3 separate regions of the Sus scrofa genome follow, and all the other regions are linked to region 1. Evidence: chromatin contacts called from public HiChIP or PLAC-seq and promoter capture Hi-C data. All regions are on one chromosome and are shown on one strand. Each heading gives the region's core, a stretch centred on a gene start, on an enhancer-like site or on the middle of the called end of the contact. The rest is flanking DNA. Distances are from core to core; before and after follow the strand shown.

Region 1 (4,478 bases), core at 1,422-3,921:
CTGTGAGCAACAATTCAATCTCTAGGACATTTTGAAAACAAGCCAAGTGAAAATTGTGAGAAAAAAGTCAATCTTTCCTTTTTTTCACCTATAAACCTCAGTTTAGAGGTAAAAATAGGAAAGATCATTTCAGCAGAACCCTGTCTTCCTTTGAAGAGGATCCTATCCAGGAGTTTTAAGGAGATACACAGGAGAGATTCTACTGCATTCCAATGTGAGAGATAAGTCATTGCATATGACTTATGGATAAGTCCATTGTGTATGGAAAGAAATATGGCTTACTGCAGCAGAAGCAAAGGACAAATTATATATTACATATTATTATAACTCTATTCTATACAAACCATACTGAACATAATATAAATGGTAAGACTTAAACTAAGCCAGAGATGTGGATGTGACCTGCAAGCTCATACACAGCTCCAAAGATTAATTTCTTGCCTATACTCCATTAAATCTAGGATTTGACTATGAGGGGAAAAAGTACCCTTGTGTATCTGCACTGTGCCAGCTACTGTGGAAGACCAGAGCCAATAAGATAGTATAGCATGGGAGTTCCCATTGTGGTGCAGGGGAAACAAATCCGACTAGCAACCATGAGGTTGCAAGTTTGATCCCTGGCCTCTCTTAGAGGGTTAAGGATCCAGTGTTGACGTGAACTGTGGTGTAGGTGGCAGCTGCAGCTTGGATCCTGTGTTGCTGTGGCTGTGGTGTAGGCCAGTAGCTGTAGCTCCCATTAGACCCCTGGTGTGGGAACCTCCATATGTCAGGGGTGCAGCCCTGAAAAGCAAAAAAAAAAAAAAAAAAAAAAAAAAAAAAGGATAGTATAGCATAAATTAATGTGGTAGGTGAGAAATAAATGGTTCTGGAAAGTTTGAGGGAAGGATTATTTCTATCTAGAGTGTCTGGTAAGGAGGACAATATTTGAGTTGACTATGAAGAATGGCTTGAGGAGTTCCGTCGTGGCACAGTGGGAACAAATCCAACTAGGAACCATGAGGTTGCAGGGTTGATCCCTGGCCTCACTCAGTGGGTTAAGGATCATGCCAAGAGCTGTTGTGTAGGTGGCAGGCGAGGCTGGGATCTGATGTTGCTGTGGCTGTGGTGTAGGCCAGCAGCTGTAGTTCTGATTGGACCCCTAGCCTGGGAACCTCCATTTGCCAAGGTGTGGCCCTAAAAAGCAAAATAAATAAATAAATAAAATTGAAAAAAGAATGGCTTGAACTTTAGTAGCACACACTTTAGGCAGAGGGCATCTGAGTAATGGTAATGAGAAGAGAAGGAATTCTGGTATTTTGTAACTTGATGAGCATAGGATACAGATATTGGAACAGTATAAAACTACTGTAAGGCTGTTTGGTGTTAGATCATGACCGTTAACTTCAGGAGGTAACAGGGATGTTTAAAGTGCTTTTTTGTGTGTGACGGTGTCAGAGCTAGACTTTAAGAACACTGGCTTGGTAGCAGAATGGATTGGCGGTGGCAGGGAAATCAGTGAGGAAAGTGTTTCAATAGACCAAGGAAGAGAGAAGGAGGATTGACAAGTAAGGGTGGAGGCACTAGGGATGCAAAATCTTGACAATTATCTAAGAGCTTTGCCTAGATTTTTTTCTTTAGACATTTTAACTCTTTCTAGGTAGGAACTGATTAATGGAAATTCTACTGATAGGGAATGACTCCACTGATAGATGAAGGCCATTGAATTGCAAACCAAGGATGTCTGGCTGAAGAGTGCTCAAGTGCGGAGATATTTTTTCCCCTCTTACAGGATCATTTGATAAGCTTAATCCCCTAATCAGTCAAGAGCTTTGTGGAAGAACCAGGCATGGAATCTAAGGAGGAACTGAGTACTTATTGACACACTGGGGCCTGCAAGCTCCCAAAGCTGAGGTTCAGAATTAGCAAATTAGGGCAGGGCACTTCCTTCTTTAGGAGGGAAGTTCTTTTTTTTTTTTTTTTTTCAAAGCTCTTCCAACAGAACTTTTAGATTAGAAACTGACGTGACTGGAAACCGCCTTTCTGTTTCATGGGAGCAGTGAGTATTCCTCAGGCCTGGGCTTGAAGGTCACAGTTTCCATGCTGGGGGCCTGATGTTAGATATGCCCACCTGCAGAGCAATGCGCTGAGCAGGGTAACTTAAGAAAATATTCAATTCCCAGAAAAGGAACTAGTATTCAAAGGGAAAAAAAAGGGAGAACTATTTTGTTTTCAGAAGGTCAAAGGGCCTGGAAGAAAAGCTTGCGGCCTGAGTGTCTCAAGATTTTCTGGGGTCTAAACAGGATGCAACAATCTGCAGCAGTCACATTCCTGTGCTTGGTCCCGACTTAACAAGTTTAGAACACTAACTTCCCTTTTTCACCCACAATGTGAAGAAACAAATAACTTTAAGTTCAATTTCCTCATCTGTCAGGTGTGGAGGAAAGGCTAGACGACGAGATTCTTTCAAGAGCTACCTGTCTTAATTTAAAGGCTCCAATAACCCTCTCCAAGAGCAACGACCAACCACCCATAAGGAATATGGAGGGCTTGACTGCTACCCAGTGCGCAGACTCCATGTTAGACCCCGCCCCGTCCTTTCCCCGCTCCTCCAGCAGGGGGCACTGGCGTGAAGGTTCTGCCTGGGCCCGCCCCCCCGGGGCAGGGACTCCGGAGGCGGCGCGGAAACTTGGCCGCCGCTTTCCGGGAGCCGTGGCTTGGGAGGAGGTCGCTCCCCTCTCCAGAGGCGGCCTCCGACTTCCCTGAGCTCCGCGCGCTCCTCCCGCCCCCGGGCTCGCGCTCTCTGAAGGGGCGCGCCCGCGCGGACTCGCGCTCCGGGCTCCGCCCCCTCCCCCTCCCCTCGGCCGCCCCTCCCTCGGCCCGGACAGCCGGCGGCGGTGGCGGCGGCGGCCGGGAGAGGCCCCTCCTTCACGCCCTCCTTCTTTCCCTCACTCGCAGCAGAGCGGAGCCGGCGGACGCGGCTGGGCCCCTCACCCTCCCCGGGCCATGGCCGGCAATGTGAAAAAGAGCTCTGGGGCCGGGGGCGGCGGCGGCTCCGGAGGATCGGGCTCGGGCGGCCTGATCGGGCTCATGAAGGACGCCTTCCAGCCGCACCACCACCACCACCACCTCAGCCCCCACCCGCCAGGGACCGTGGACAAGAAGATGGTGGAGAAGTGCTGGAAGCTCATGGACAAGGTGAAAGGCCTGCCTAGGACCCGCGGGAGCAGGGGTGGGTGTGGGCGGAGGGGCCGAGGGAGGGGAAGGAAGGGACAGAGGAAGCTGGGGGAGGGGACGGGTCGTGCGAGGCTGGGAGGCGAGGAACTGGGGTGACGGGGCCGAGGGGTGGGGGCGTAGGGGTGGGGAGGAGGACCGGAGGATGGGGGTCGACGGTGGGGGAAGGGCTGCGGTTGGGATTGGGGAACGTTGAGATGGTGTGTTTGGGGTTGCAAGACAAAGATGGGGTGGGGGCTGGGGCGAAGGTTAACTGGGGAGCCACCGGGGCGGAAGTATAATGGGGGGTGCAGAGTTTGGGGCTCTGTGCAGAGAGTAAGGATGTGGGTCACGGAATTGGCCCCGGGAGATAGGAGGGAGGCGGGTGAGGAAGAGCTCTTGATTTACCGGCTAAGAACTATTAGCTGGATGAGCTCTAAGGAATTACTTTTACGGGCTCCGATTGAGAGACCTGGGGTCCTGACAACTCCGCAGGCAAACCGCGCTCTGGGTGAACATTTCGGTTTTTTTCTCGTTAAGATGTAACTCCGAGATAAAAGAAATGGGGGATGTTTAAATGGGCCGAGGGAGGAACTTTCCTCCCCATATAGCGCTGGCTCAAGTTTTTATCCCCCAAAACATTGGATGGGATCCATTGCTGGTGCTGAGAAATGCACTGATTAAACCACAAGTTCTGGTTATAACTATTATCTTCGGAGAGATGTATTGCCTGAGCGGGTTAAGCAGCAGATTCTGACTCTTTCAGAACTTCCTCCTTACACACCCAGCTTTTCAGTGGGTTCTACCTTTTTGGGTAACAGGACCTGACACCTTAGTACAGAATCTGATTTTAAGCTTGTCTGATGCGCCGTCTTGATTACCTTTTTTCGGTAGTGTGGAAAATAACTCCACTTTAATTTTGGCGTTTGGGAGAATTTTACTTCTTCATAGCTGTGTCTGTGTAATGACATATAGTAGTCTCAAGTATTTAAACAGTCTTTTTGTTCCAGAGAATTCAATATTGCCTTGCTGTTTTTCACACTTAGTAATAACTTATTTTTAAAAAATTCATACTGCAGATGAAAAGTGATTAGAGGTATCTGATATATATTGTAAGAATGGTTTTATTTCCTCCAGAGTAAAATTGGTTTTCTTTGGTTCCACTCTGGGCCTAGGTCTCCCTTCTGAAAAGTTCTTAATGGATTATTTTGGACTTGGAACAGCTAATAAAAGTGATTATGAAGCACTTGGCAAATATAAATGTGGTATATAAATGCTTAATAAGTCCT
Region 2 (4,478 bases), core at 997-3,496, 110 kb before region 1:
AATGATGCCCACTAACTGGTCTGCGGGGCACAGGTGCCTGGGTTACTGCTGCCCAGGGCCTCAGTGCCCCATTCTCACTGCTATTCAGGGAGTGATTACCCCAGGAGATTGAACTGCAGGGGCAGACACTTCCAGAATCTTGTCTCACTTTGAGGCCTTGTTGACTGCCTTGCCTCCTCAGTACGTTGGGGCTTCACTTCTAGAGAAAATCCTCTAATTAAGCCACAGCCTTTGAATGTAACCACCTCTACTAATAAACCAGATTTGAACTAGATTTTGATTCTAGCGGGGTTGCAGGAAAGGTAACACACACAAAACCTTTTATTCCATACCTCAGAGGCTGGGACCCTTGTCCAGGTTCTTCTGGAACATGCTGTTTCAGTCTCAATACTTCTCATTTTCCAACGGAATAAATTGTCTCCCAGGAAACATCATAATCTTGTAATAATCTGTGACTTGTCCCGTTTACGGTGCAGCCTTGACTCATATCCCCCCTCCCCCACTGCCTTTAGAAGTCTACAGGTCAGCGATCCTACAACCCTTTTGTAAAATGAAGAGACATCTCATACATATACATATATATAAAAACCAATCCTTTAATAAACAAAATTAGTCCATCTGAAACTCCCCAATATCTAAAGTACTAGTCTCGGATGGGTTAGCTGCAAAATTCCAGTTCCGAAGCCAACGGCGGCTCAGTCCAGACGGGGGTTAATGGACTAGTAGTGCTGGTATCTAGGTGCTTGGCTTGCCCAGTGGGCCCGCCGGGAGGGGAGCGGGCCTGGGGGCGCGGCCCCCACCCCGCCCGGACCGGCCACCGCGGGAGACGCTCACACCGCCAAGTGTCTCGTCCGGACGCGCACGGGCCTGCGAGCGGAGATGGAGGGAGCGCGGACGTGCAAGGCCCGGGACCCGGCAGCAAAGGGGCCCCGGAACAAATGTGACCGACTCCGCCGCCGCCCGAAATCGAGTTCCGTCTGAAGTCGCGGCCGGAGCAACGGGCTGGAGAGTAACGCGCGCGGCCCCGCCGGCGGCCTCTGCACCCACTCACCTTCCCGCCGCGCTCCCCGGCCCTGCGTCAGCACGGCCGGCCCAGCCTTCCATTAGGCGCCGCGTCCTCCCCGCAGCCCATCAGCGTCTGCGGCCAGGCCAGCAGTCACGAGCTGGACCCCGGGGCCGAGCGGCTTTCAAACGGCCGTCCTCGGCGGAGCCACAGCGGGAGCGGGCCGCGCGGGGGAGGGGCGGGCAGGCGGCGGCGGCGGCGGCGAGGCTGGGGAGGGGGCGAGCGCGCGGCCGGGAGCCCGTCGTGGCCCAGCTCTTTCCGTGAGGGCTGTGGTGGCCCTTAAAAGGGCCTTTGTGGTGGCGAAGGGAAGACCGGGCGGCGGCCGTGGCGGCGCAGGCGGCCTCAGTACTCCTGCGAGGCCTGGGTGGCCTTCTTGCCGCCGGCGGGCGCCTTCGGCCCCACGGTGGCGCTGGTCTTCTTGGGCAGCAACACGGCCTGGATATTGGGCAGGACGCCTCCCTGGGCGATCGTCACGCCGCCCAGCAGCTTGTTGAGCTCCTCGTCGTTGCGGATGGCCAACTGCAGGTGGCGAGGGATGATCCGCGTCTTCTTGTTGTCGCGGGCCGCGTTGCCCGCCAGCTCCAGGATCTCGGCGGTGAGGTACTCGAGCACCGCCGCCAGGTAGACTGGCGCGCCGGCGCCCACTCGCTCGGCATAGTGGCCCTTGCGCAGCAGGCGGTGCACGCGGCCCACCGGGAACTGGAGGCCGGCGCGTGATGAGCGAGACTTGGCCTTGGCGCGGGCCTTGCCGCCGGTCTTGCCGCGGCCCGACATGCTGCGTGAGGTAGATGTACGTTGAGGAGAACGCCTCGCAGGGACGAAAAACAGCCGCCGCCGCAGTCCAACTGGTGCCGCGCGCGCCCAGAAGCCGCCCTTATAAGCCCCCCAGGGCACACCCCCGCGCCCTCCTGATTGGCTCTTTTCTTTAATACCCGCCTCCGGTTGGCTGCAGTTAACCAATCGGTGGCGCGCCCCGGCTGAGAGAACGCGCCCTCCGATTGGTAGAATTTGAAAACCTTCTGCCCGGGGAAAGAGGCGAGGAGGAGCTGCAGCGAGCCCACAGCAAACCACTCTCCGGTGTAGCCAATCCATGTGAAGCGCGCCAGATTTAAACACTACAGCCCTACTCCAGAACCGGAAGACATAGACAGTGAGGTCTGAAGCCATCTCAGGGAAATGTGTGTGGGACTTAAGGTTTTTAAAGAAAAGGGGTCAGCACTACTGACTACTCTGCCTCACTTCCCAGGTCTGGTCACGCCCTCCTATCTGGCAAAAAAGGCATGAAAAAGGGAAGGAATTAGAGACCCTCTGCAAGTTCGACCCCATACCAGATAATGCCAATCTTATGGCTCTCTACGCCACGGAGCAGCAGGATTTCAGTATTTACTCAACATGTTCTACCTGGTTTGTTCTTTGTGTTCACTTCTTGCTAGAAGTGGCCTGAGGTACTGAAAGAAAAAGGATGAGGCAGAGAGATAGGCAAACTCTTAGAGGAAATGCCTCCACCAACACTCCCAATCTACCTTAAAATGCCCACATAGGAAATACACCTACAGAAACAACAAGAAAAAACAACTTTTTATTGTTGCCACTGGGAGCACCTGGCCCCCCAGTCTGCTCTGAATCATCAGAATACTTAATTATAGTCAAATGTCAAGTCATCCTCAAGCCTGTGACCCTATCCGCAGCCAGGGTTCTATCCCCAGGCCCAGCATATTCCTTGAGTGTCAGAGTTGTGGGTAACTGCATAAAAGCTACAGTATTCCCTGCTTAGGTGGCTGCAAAAGTGGGATGGAGAGGGAGAGTGGCAAGTTGAAGAAAGCCATAAGCAAAGTTCAATCAACAGCCCTAGAGGGCAAGAAAGGCCCAAGGATGTCAATAATCATAGGGGAAAGGAAATGCTGAGGACAAAATCTGGAGAATGAAGGGTGGGAGAGGCTTGGACCAGGAGGCAGTCTTGGTCCAGAAGAGCTGAGCCTGAGTCAGGGACCCTAGTGGTTATGAAGCAAAAGGCAATGATTAGGCGACTCAGACATCATAGAAGAGTCGGACAAGCTGGTAACGAATGGAGAAGGTGACAGCACTGCCCACGACCTGCAAGGAGAAACAAACTAGAGTCAGAACCATGGAGAAAGGGAGAGAAGGAGGTGTAAACCCCACTCCCAACAGCACTGCACCTGCAGCAGTAGCAGGAACAGGGTGAGATTTCTCTCATGCATGGGCCCAAAGACTTTGAGTAGCAAGTTGATGAGGGTCATGTTGTTACACTCTGTGAAGGCACCATCCTCATTCTCACTCTGGCGCACGGTCACTAGCCGGAGGCTCTCTGCTACCTGGAGGGACCAGAAGTGGAGAGGACTTCAGCTAATACCCATGCTTCAGGAATGGGGATCTGCTTAATGCTTCCAAGCTCCCCATGGAGCTGATGAAGGCCTAGGTTCCCCATTCCCTGAATTCAGAATGGCAGCCTAGAGCCTTACCTCCTTGTTACCCTGTTACCTTTAGAATAAAGGTGCCCAAGAAAGAGAGGCTCTTGGTCTTGAACTTGGAATAGCTCATCTCCAGTTTGCCTGTCTTGGTATTGAGTCTGCAGGGGAAGAGACCTTCATGTGACTGGGCCACTACTCAACGAACTCTCCTCACTGTGGTTAATTAATAAAAAGAGCACTGAAAGTGGAGTCAAACACCCTAAGATCTATTTCTGGCTCTCCTCGTTAGCTCCCTGTAATCAGAGCTGCTGTGAACATCAAATGAGATCATGTAACTAAATGTGCTCTGTAATGTATAAAAGGCTGACCACGTGGAAGGCGTTAGCCCTCCTTTAGGCCCACTCCCTTTGCCCAGCAAATGTCTAAGGCATCCCAAGTGAAAAAGCCTTTCAAGTCCCGAAGCAGTTACCTGGGCATACGGTGGCGCGGGCAGGGGATGATATGCAGGAGCTGAGGCAGTGAGTAGAGGAAGTTGAACACCTGAGGCATGAAGAAGAGTAGCATAGTCTTGCTGAAGTGTCCCAAGATGCCCACCACGGCAAAGGTCATGCCAGCAAAGTAGCAGAAGGTATCTCCCACAAACACCCGGGATGGGTACCTGTGGGGGGGAGGGGATCTTAGCCAGTGGCCAGAAGCAGAACTAATCCTTTCTCTCACATTGCACACCCTGGGCTCTGGGTTAACCCCAACCCTAGTTCTGGCTTAGAGGAGATGCTAGCTCTCCCAGCAGCATTCCAGGACCCAAGGTTCTGATTCCAACTATTCTTGGGGCCCCAGAGCACCTGGCCCCAGCTATTGCTGGGGAGAGAATAAGGTTTAAGAATATTACCAACTGAAAACCCAGAAAACACTCAATACAGGGATGCACAAGTTTAGCCTCTCCATCAGAAGACAGGCCACAATCAGGACCATACTGGCCACTTGTT
Region 3 (4,478 bases), core at 1,176-3,675, 110 kb after region 1:
ACTGTTCACAGAGATGCCCAAGGGATTGACCTGGATGGTTGGCTCCTCAGGAGCTTCTAGAAAGGGAGAGAAATGGGGAGGTGCATGGACCACCACTTCCTGGGACCCACACTGCTCACAAGGCAGGGATGGGGCACTCACTGTAGACCCGGAGCTGGACGCGGTGCTCCTGGGACCGGGGGCGCTTGCCCTGGCACAGGAAGATGCGCTCGTCATGGGGGGTGATGTGAGTCAGGGCCAGAGTCGTCCCCTTGTCCTGGAGGTGGAGCCGATGCTGGTACTCCCCAGGCTCACTCTGGCCCTGGCCCTGCCGCACCCGGAAGATGAGTGTTGGCTTCTCCTTGTGGACCTGTGGGGAGGAGGTGAGGGTCCTGGGGCTCCGTGAAGGGCGGGGCCTCTGCCTGCCCCCCCTGCTGCCCTCTTCTGGGGCACTCACAGAAAACCAGTCCACGTGGCTGAAGTTGCTCTGGGAATGGGAGGGGCCGCACTTCAGAAGGGCTGTGCCTCCCACTTCCACCTCCAGCAGCTCAGGCGCGGGCTTCTCCGCCTCTCCAGGCACACCTGGTGGGGGGGCACCCCAGCAGCTGTCAGCTCCAGCTGCTCTCCATGCCCTCCCTTCACAGCCGCTCGCTGCAGCTGCTCTTCCTGCCACTTCCAGGATCTGAAGGGCACCCTGTCCTTTCCTAACCCTCAAACACTCTACCCTCAAGCCGAGTCAGCCTTCTCCTGGTTCAAGGGAGTTGGGGATGGTCATTGGACTTGGGGGTGGTCCCGAGCACCAGGAACCTCCCAGATGGGGCTGGCAGGGGGTGACCCAGGCCTGGGCCAAGAGGAAGGCCACTTTCCTTCCAGGCCCCCTCCTCTCTGGGTGAGCTCAGACTGTGGGAATGCAAGGCATGTGCCAGGCCTGGGCACACAGGCCCTTTATGTCCCACACCCGGAGAAGACATCACTCTCCCCTTTGCCTCCTCCCTAAATCCCCATAAAAGCCAATGGGCCAACCCTGGCCAGGAGACCCTTATCTCATACTCCCTCAGCAGCACCGCTGTGAACATCCCACACACTCAAGGGACCCCATCTCGGGAGCCTCGTGCGTGTGGAGGGGTCAGAGTCATGGAGGGGCTAGAATCTCTCCCTGAGGTAAGGGCAGGGGTCAGGGCAAGGACCAGGCAGTGAGCAGGAGTGACGTCAGTGGTGCCAGCGTGCTGCCCGCCCCGCGAGGAGGTGATGTCACTCCATACCATCTGGCCGGACTCGGGTGCCTGGGTGGCTGCCCTGGGCTGACAAGCAGAGCAGATGGAGTGGTCTACAACCAGAGCAGAAGCTTGAGATCCCTAGTTCCTTTTCCCCAGAGCTAGAAGGGCAGGGCTGGGTGGGGCTGGACCTTCTGCAGCTGTGGAGCCCGATTTAGCCCTTTCCCCAGAAGGGCTTGGGAGGCAGCAGCCGAGGGTACCCCAGGGGCTGTCAGCACCGGCATGAGGCCACCCTAGTTCCCAGACCTCCCCTTCCCCAGCCAAAGAGAGGCTGGGACCGGGGAAAGGGAGCCAAGAGAAACGCGACACCGCTGCGGGCCATACAAGGGCACCATGAACCTGGGAGCGCCGGGCTCCTGGGCAGTTCCAGAGAAAAACTCCGAGGTGCAAGGGTGCATTTTCCACTTGAATGTGGTCCCATTCCGGGAAGTGTAACAAGTCTGGGCACTTCCGCTCTGGGAATCCTCGATCCTTCGTCCCTGCCACCTGTGATCCCGTCACCCGGGTAGGCGCGAGGCGACCCACACCGCCCTCCAGCCTCTGCCAACGCCCTGCTGGGGCGGGAGCCGCCGTTCCTCCCCCTCTCGCTCACCTCCAGCCTGGCTCAAAGCCCAGGCGGGAGAAGGAGGGGTCGGCGCATCCCCTCCAGCTAAGAGAGCTGCCTTTTCCAGCAACAGGCGAGCGCGGAATTCAGGTTTGGGGGATGCACTGTAGCTGCGTCTCCCGCCAAAGCTCTAAACGCGGGCCCCCAGAAAAAGCACCTGAGGAAAAGCTCTCCACAGAACCCAAGAGACTCGGCCCACCCCTTCCCGCTCCAAGAAGCAGCCCCCCGCCTTTCCAATTAGGCTCCCAGGACGGTCTGGAATAGAGCTGCAAACTGGTTGCAAAGAAGAGTTGCACGCGCGCAAGGCGCTCGGTGCCCGAGACTTGGGGAGGAGGAGCGCACGCCGCAGTGCAAAGCCCGGGTCCCCGTCTCGATGCCGGCTCTGCTCCCGGGCACGCTCCGCCGAAGATTCCCGGGCCAGGCCGTTCGGGGCGCGGGCCCCCCAGCTAGTTCACTCACCCGCAACGCGGCGACAGCAGCAGCAGGAGGCTAGCAGGAAGGCACAGATGAGCCCGGACGTCCCCATGCTTCCCGGCCGGAGGGCGAGAGCCAAGTGAGGGAGCTCGCGGCTGCCGGGGCTGACGTCAGGGGGGCGGGGGAGGGGGCCCGGAGCGCCGGGGCCGGCCTGCCACGCCCCGCGCAGCCCCCCGCGCCCCCCCGCCCAGCTCGCCGCAGCCCTAGGGGGCGGGCCCGGCGCCGAGATGCCCGGAGCTTTGCTGCGGGACCGCGCGGCGCGAGGGGAGGCCGGAGCCCGCCTCCCAGCTCCCAGCTGGGGAACCGAGAGGGGGCGGCGACAGGTGTCTCCCGGCCGGACTGCCCAGCCGAGACGGCAACGTGGGGAAGCTGGCACGGATGCTCGAAGTCCCACCGCTTCAGATCCCGCCGCGCTCACCCCGGCTCAGCCCCCGCCCATCCGTGTAGCCCTGGGGGACCTCCTGGCGGAGAAGCCACTGACCTGGTCCTTGGCGTCCGGATGGGGGCCTCCCTCCCATTCCATTCCTCTCCCTGCCTCCTCCTCCGCCTCTCCGGACCCCTGCCACAGAGAACGATTGCACCACGGCGGCTGCCGCCGGCCTGGCATTGCAGTCCTGGCAGCTTTGAGGGAAGAACCGTAGGCCCAGGTCCACAGACCCAGAGGTGCCTTTACTGGGGCGTGGAGATGGCGCTCTAAGGGCTGTCCCTTCATTCCCAGCTCTTGTAAGTCCGTCTTTACCTAGAGGAAGGAAGGAGGGGCCGGATTCCCAGGCCCAGGGTTGTCCCACTTGTCCAGGCCCCGGCCTCCGTCTTGAGACGTCTGCTTCTGCCCTCTGCACTCATCGAGCCTAGTCCCACTCACTCTCGCCTCGCCTGAGTGAGGAAGAGGGGAGGGAAGAGAGTACATGGGTGTGAGGTCTCCAGCTTGACCCCCATTGTCTTTTGCTGTGCGGGAGGGTTGAAAGGACCCCTGCAGCGGGACTCTGCCCCTTCCACCAGGCCTCTCAAGCCCCCTGTTGCTGCGGCTCAGCTGCTGCCAGGAAGGGTTTGGAGCAGGAATCAGCAGGAACCTCAGGCTGCCCGGCCTGAGTGAGATCTGCCACACAGCCAGGTGAGGGGAACCCGGTAGCCCCCTTCGTCCCAAACCTTGGGTCTTCTGGCCTCTTGAACTAAAAGTGAGAGTGGACCCTTGCATCAGAGACCCCCCCCCCCCGCCCAGTCCCCTATCCCTGGGAAAGGGGTCCACATCTGCTGGGACTCCTTCAACAAGGAGGGTCCAAAGGGAGCCTGGGGTAGAGTCCAACTGGCTGGCAGGGCAGCCTGCTGCTGGTTGGGGGAGGAGCAGAATGAGGCAGCAAATGCCAGAGATGGGCAGGTGACTTGAGAGGATGCTCTGGGATAGTGTTTTGATGACAAAGAGATGACACTCGAACCACATCAGCCCTTTCTTTCGGAACCTTAGCGGAACCTTTGCTGACCCCCTCCTCCGTCTCCGTTAGTGGCCAGAGGCCATGGCAAGCCAGCCAGGCCAGAGGCTGGAGCCTGGGGTGGGGGGCGGTCGGGGGATTGAGAAGAGGAGGGTTCTTCCCTCTCCCCCAGAGTGAATGTATGGACTGGCCCAGGGCCCAGAGTGGAATGGATGCTGATGCGGTGGTTTGCCTGCAGGGGCAGGAGTGGGGATGGCTGAAGGATGCTGTTGGCCCTGGCAAGCCCGGAGCTGGGCATGGTGCTTGGCTTCCCTGCCCCCACCCGCTTCCCTTCACTTAACCCCATTAACTAATCATTCTCTCTCTGGCCTGAAAACAAAGCCAGCTAACCACCAAGGACGGTCAGTTCAGAATGGTTCTTCCGCCCTGAGAAAAGTGAAGCCAGGTGGGGGTGGAGGAGCTGCCTCTGCAGTGAAGGGAAAGTGAGGTTAGAGACCCCGGTGACATCCCTTCCCTGCACGTCCCCAGCAAACAAGCACAAAGACTGTCCTTTAAGGAAGCCAGTAGCCTGGGGTGATCTGGGCTGCCAGGGAGTGGGTGGTAGAAGTCAGGGGCAGACAACTCTGGGATGTCTTCATGAGGGGGGCCTCTCAGATTCCAAACCAAAAAGAGGTCAGGACCTTGGAGAAGATTCAGAGGGGACTGGAGACAGAAGAAAAA

What was found. Promoter capture Hi-C pulls out the DNA fragments that hold promoters and counts their contacts. HiChIP or PLAC-seq counts read pairs in DNA pulled down with a chosen protein or histone mark.
Region 2: a contact with region 1 is called in an H3K27ac HiChIP or PLAC-seq map of alveolar macrophages. The contact joins the promoter of LOC100522201 here to the promoter of CBL in region 1. A contact is called at or near these places in 2 of 5 promoter capture datasets (fetal skeletal muscle and liver), 1 of 47 Hi-C or Micro-C datasets (embryonic fibroblasts) and 1 of 2 datasets of contacts at active chromatin or transcription factors (alveolar macrophages).
Region 3: a contact with region 1 is called in a promoter capture Hi-C map of fetal skeletal muscle, with 5 times the contacts expected there. The contact joins the promoter of MCAM here to the promoter of CBL in region 1. A contact is called at or near these places in 2 of 5 promoter capture datasets (fetal skeletal muscle and liver), 13 of 47 Hi-C or Micro-C datasets (blood, embryonic fibroblasts, fetal heart ventricle and 8 more) and 2 of 2 datasets of contacts at active chromatin or transcription factors (alveolar macrophages and skeletal muscle).

The regions. Positions count from the first base shown.
Region 1 is chr9:46,414,266-46,418,743 of Sscrofa11.1, forward strand. It overlaps CBL (E3 ubiquitin-protein ligase CBL), which reads left to right and starts at 2,672. Exons shown (of 16, transcript XM_003129932.4): 1 at 2,672-3,174. The coding sequence starts at 2,983.
Region 2 is chr9:46,308,248-46,312,725 of Sscrofa11.1, forward strand. It overlaps LOC100522201 (histone H2AX), which reads right to left and starts at 2,247. Exons shown (of 1, transcript XM_003129950.5): 1 at 577-2,247. The coding sequence starts at 2,230. The coding sequence ends at 1,406. It overlaps DPAGT1 (UDP-N-acetylglucosamine--dolichyl-phosphate N-acetylglucosaminephosphotransferase), which reads right to left. Exons shown (of 9, transcript XM_003129927.4): 6 at 3,962-4,150; 7 at 3,563-3,650; 8 at 3,241-3,396; 9 at 577-3,157. The coding sequence ends at 3,092. HMBS (hydroxymethylbilane synthase) reads left to right here. Exons shown (of 14, transcript NM_001097412.1): 14 at 1-256. The coding sequence ends at 15.
Region 3 is chr9:46,519,666-46,524,143 of Sscrofa11.1, forward strand. It overlaps MCAM (cell surface glycoprotein MUC18), which reads right to left and starts at 2,426. Exons shown (of 16, transcript XM_005667431.3): 1 at 2,317-2,426; 2 at 437-561; 3 at 142-349; 4 at 1-56. The coding sequence starts at 2,383.